Linked DNA regions of Mus musculus: region 2 is linked to region 1. The links are chromatin contacts, called in public Hi-C maps. All regions are on one chromosome and are shown on one strand. The core of a region is the stretch at or near the end of the contact, and the rest is flanking DNA. Distances in the headings are between cores, read along the strand shown.

Region 1 (2,581 bases), core at 54-2,553:
AAGCAGAAACAGGCTGTACAGAAGAGAAACATCTGCAAAGCCAGGCGAAGAGTGAGAAGGGAACCAGGCTTCTTTCAAAACAACTCATTCTCCTGGGTCCTAATCCACTTCTAGATCTTACATGCTAGCGTCAACCTCACCAGTAAAGTAAGCCCCCTCCCCCTCACGACCCAGTTTCCTTCCACCAGATCCCACTTCTTAACAAGCTCACTGTCTCAACACTAGGGACCAAGTTCTCTGAGCATGAACCTTTGGAGGACAAGCCATACCAACCATAGTCTCTATTGCTGTAGAAAATCTCACCGAACTTATCCAATATCTAGTCTCGCTTCTAAGTTCCTCTTCATAAAATTTATTTTTTTAACACAATGAAGTATAGTTTACATTGACGGCTGTCATCCTCTATCTTGCAGTGCTGTAAAGGACTACTCAAGCCTGGGGAATTTATACACTAGAATCTGTTTGGCTCCTGACTCTGGAGGTTGAGGCGTCTAAAAGCGATCATGGTGTTTGCCAAGCACCTTCTTGCTGTGTCATGGTGGATGGAAGGAGGAGGGGCACACAAGAAGGAACTGCTTTTATAACAAGCCCACTCCCATGATACAACACCAGCCCACTCCTAAGGTCTCTGTTCTTGTGGAACACCTCCTTCTCACTGGTACTTATCAAGCCTACTGGACCTGGGATTACATTTTTATGCATGTGAGAGGGAAGTTTCCAAACCGTAACATTTGCCAATCTCCTGACTAGTGAAAATCAAGAATCAAACATGGCTCACAGTAACATTCATCATCATCTGGAAATGTCAATTCAGTATGGACCGACTAAAGTAACGATGGGGGAGAAAAATTATCACTGCTCACAGATTGTCTGATTTTCAATCTAAGATACACCAAGAAAAATAACTGAAAATATCTGTGACCTGAATACGGATACAGTCAACTGTCGTTTCCTTATCAGCACAATGCCTTGTAACATTTCTAAGGCTTTATTATCTCTAAAATTATTTGCCTTGGAAGGGAACATTGGCTTTCTTTTCTGACAACTCTAATATCTATCCCCTGAAGAGGATAGATGGCCTATGATTCTAAAATGCAGAAGTGCAATAATATTTAGTGTGTATTAACTGTCTAAAGCCATCACTAGCACAATCCCTATAAAATAGGGAAGGAAAAGTGGCCATTTTTCAATATTCTTAATTGAGCAATAAATCAACTGAAGTGAAACTGGATTTCAAGGCAAGCTTAATATAATGATGTTCAGACTCCTGGGGTTTGAGTCAAGGTTTTGAAGATCGGGTGCCTATTTAAAGATCTAGCTAGCATAAGCTCTATCGTCATTGTAAAGGACACTCTGTGTCACTGGGTCCTGTCCTGTAAGTCTGGGGGAAATTATGTTTCCAATGACTCTTGGCACATCCTTCAAGATGTAATTGCCGAGTCATTCAGCAATTCTCCAGTTAAAAATCTCCAACCTTTAAGTTGCAGAAAGGAAGTTATATTGCAGAAAGCAAGGATATTAGGTGGGAAAGAGTGCAGAGGAATTCAAATGAGAGCTGATTCACTGCCATTAGAAGAACGTGACTCAGCAGGAGGTGATTCTAAGTCACAAGAGCCTGCGGTTAGCAAGTTCTCATAAGCCTTCTGCATCAGGCCACTGTCATCTCACTAGGTGACAAGCTGTGCCAATAAGTAATTATCATAGTCTTACTTGTCAAGGAAATCTCATCATTATCCAGATTCATCTTCCAATCTAAGCATCCCATCATATAGAATCCAAACCACAAGCTTACAGCCATAGCACAAAACTGAATATGGTAACAAACAAGGATGTGTATATGGGTGATGCTCTGTATACTGTAGGTGGCCCTGGGGCAACTGGAATTAGTGGATGTTAGAGACAAGAGAAATGTAGATGGCACCCGACCTAATACCCACACTTGGATAAATGTCAGGATTAAGAGAGCTGGCATTCAGTGTCCTTCCAGAAGCACTTGGCTCACTCACCATACCTAGGCTGTCTGTTCCCCCACAATGTCAACTTTTTCCTAATTCAACTGACTGCAAGCACACTGCAGAAAGCAAAGAATTATGTCCTTTGGGTTTATGGGAAGTTTGGTGTGCTTCTTGTTTGTTAGTTTGAGAAAAAAAATATAAACAAATTCTTCATCTCTACATAGACCAGAAAAGAGAGATGTAAAGATTACTGGAAAATACAGTTCATTTAAGTCAAACAATATACACGTGCCTGCACACACACACACACACACACACACACACACACACACAGAGAGAGAGAGAGAGAGAGAGAGAGAGAGACAGACAGACAGACAGGCAGGCAGGCAGGCAGGCAGGCAGGCAGGCAGGCAGGCAGAGACAGAAACAGAGAGACAGAGGCACAGGCAGAGAGGTAGAGACACATATTGTTTAATAATAAGGATATGAGAACTCTCACCATTGTGCAAACATAACAGAATGTAGTGACACACTGAAATGGCTGCAGTATTGCTGAGAAATGTACACATGGTCCATCATTGGCTAAAACATATTTCTGTGCCACATGCTCAACATTCACATGCATA
Region 2 (2,581 bases), core at 44-2,543, 220 kb after region 1:
GCTACTTCAGCTTCTTGGTCTTTTATGGGGAGAGTCTGGGTCTTACTTATATGAAGATGGTATGTCATCTGATGAGGCCAAAACATAACAGTTACTACTGGTGATATTCGGATGCTCACACGTGAATGTGGATGCTGATTAAATGGTAACTTATGCTGTTAAACTCGTATCTGTCATCTCCAAAACCTCCCCTCTATCCTGGGCTCTACAATGTAAGAACTCGACTCCTGCAAATGCTATTTCTCCTGTCAGTGGACTTGTTGCTAGCTTCTGCCAGTAGGAGGCAGTAGAGGGAGATCAGCTGGATGGAGAAGGATTCTGCCCCTCCTTCCTGCCAGCCCTGTGTAGCAATGACACTTCACCATAGTGGCCACATTTACTTCAGCTTCTAGACTCTTCCCAAACTTCCAGCGCTACGCTACGCTACGCTACGTTACGTTACACAACGCTACATTTCATGCTGTCTCACGAGTGGTTCGGATGATGTCAGTCTCTGCTGCACAGAGAGCCTCCTTCAAGCTTCCAGTCTCTCACATCCATGGTCTTTTACTTTTACAGTTTCATGTGCAGCCTGTTCTTTACATGAAATCGTCGTCCACACACATCGTCTGTGCTTTCTTGCATGCATCCTCACAGATACAGAAGTAAAACTTATAACCGTACAACTAAGAAATGAGAAGCCGTCTGCAAAATGAAAGCAGCTGCTTTGGTGGGACATGCTCACGGGGGCTTTCTTATCTGTCTTCCAGTACTTCTAAAGTTCTGCTGTGACAGCATTTCATAAGCCTCTGTCCTTTACAGAGGACGGCATGTACCCAGGGCAAACTACCTCCCACATGCAATGATAGGTAAGGAGACCAATTTATGTAACTTGTTGGTAATTGCCAGGTGGGCGGAGACAGAGTGTGAATTGCTGGAAGAGAGAGTAAACAGAATCCTGAGAGAGATGGTATCTAGGGAGAAATGTTTTCTGGAAACAGAAAAGGCCATTGAAGGGTTCAAAGACAGCAGACACACTTCACCACACTGGAAGCTCCCACATATAGAAAGCAAGGTGATGACTCAGTCGGTCGAGTGCTTACCACACAAACATGAAAACCTGGGTCTGGATTCCCAAAACCTGTGCAAAGGGTGAGTACTGACCCCTGACCTGTAAGCCCTATGCTAGAGGGGAGGAGACAGGGGTGGACCCCCAGCGGTCTCTGGCTAGCCAGCCTAACCTAATCTGTGAAGTACAGGCTCCCAGCGATAAGGTGGAGAGCCATTAAAGAGGATACACAGCATAAACCTCTGGCCTGTGTGCAATGTGTATCCGATTGCCTGCTCTTGTTTGCGCTCTCTCTCTCTCTCTCTCTCTCTCTCTCTCTCTCACACACACACACACACACACACACACACACACACGGAGAGAGAGGGAGTAGGTTATGACCATTTATTTCTTACCATTTGTAACGAAGTAGGGTACACAAGGAAACTTGGGTGTACATAGGACAAGAGCAAGCTGGGCTCCCAGAAGCTTTCTCCAAGACAGAAATGCTCCTCTAACTCATTCTCTGAAGCTTCAATGCAGGCATCAGCGCCCTCTGCTGGCCAGGATGCAGAGCACGCCACAGACCGCCCAAATAGCTTTAAGCTGACACCCTTAAGTGTCTTTTGAAGACCCAACTCCCAGCCCCTCTGACTGTGACTGCTTTACGCTAAAATGAGATCTTTGAGATGGGCCCTAATTTAATATGTCTAGTGTCCTTTGACGATGAAGCAAACAGGCATAGACAGAAGGAAGACATAGGGAGACACGCCTTGCACAGTTAGGGAGACACAAAAGAATCCCACCCAGCCAGGGCCTCCGTTTCGGACCGGACTCCCCAGAGATATGATAAAATAATTTCCTGTGGATTTTCATTGCATTTTTATTTATGTATGTAGGAAGGGGTGTGTGCCACCGCGTATGTGGAGGTCAAGGAACAAGTTTCTGTAGCTGGTCCTCTCATTCCACCATGTGGATCCCAGGCTGACCGGCACACCCACAGTGATGCACACCCACAGTGATGCACACCCACAGTGACGCCGTACCTTACCTGATCAAGGAAGAAACTAACATCTGAACCAGCAGTTCTCAATCTGTGGGTCACAACCCTTTTGGCGAACCTCTGTCTCCGAAACTATTTACATTATGATTTATAACAGTAGCAAAATTACAGTTATGAAGTAGCAGTGAAGATACTTTTATGGTTGGGGGGAGGGGTCCCTACAACATGAGGAGCTGTATTAAAGGGTCGCAGCTTTAGGAAGGTCAGGAACCACTGATCTAAAGCAACGCAGTTAGTTCTGCTTGGCCTACCCCATGCACCCCTGAATCTGGCCTAGTGTGAGCCTTTGGAACGCACCACTTAGTCTTTTATTTTGAGGTGCCCTCCCAACTATCTCCTTCACTCTGCGTTCATATTTCTATCTGATGTCATTCTCTCCCCAGCTAAGGGATTTGCTTTGACAGTTCTGCAGGCTGAGAGTGCTATCAATACACTCTCTCAGCATTTCATGCCTGAAGAATTCTGTATGTATATATATTCATTTTTAATTT

The links. Hi-C and Micro-C count contacts between places; a contact is called where the count stands out from the background.
Region 2: a Hi-C map of the G1E-ER4 cell line shows a contact between it and region 1, with 6 times the contacts expected there. The contact joins two enhancer-like sites. A contact is called at or near these places in 4 of 39 promoter capture datasets (the HPC-7 cell line, cranial neural crest, liver and 1 more), 14 of 484 Hi-C or Micro-C datasets (the AML12 cell line, the BV-2 cell line, the G1E-ER4 cell line and 8 more) and 1 of 9 other capture datasets (embryonic stem cells).

The regions. Positions count from the first base shown.
Region 1 is chr14:66,560,283-66,562,863 of GRCm38.p6, forward strand. No RefSeq gene overlaps it. Among named protein-coding and RNA genes, the nearest start is that of Adra1a, 74 kb to the right of the region's middle. Within about 2 kb of position 1,304, at least 19 of the 459 cell types and tissues checked have an H3K27ac peak or open chromatin away from gene starts, as enhancers often do. A contact at or near this core is called in the G1E-ER4 cell line, where this site is marked.
Region 2 is chr14:66,783,523-66,786,103 of GRCm38.p6, forward strand. No RefSeq gene overlaps it. Among named protein-coding and RNA genes, the nearest start is that of Gm5464, 84 kb to the right of the region's middle. Within about 2 kb of position 1,294, at least 18 of the 459 cell types and tissues checked have an H3K27ac peak or open chromatin away from gene starts, as enhancers often do. A contact at or near this core is called in the G1E-ER4 cell line, where this site is marked.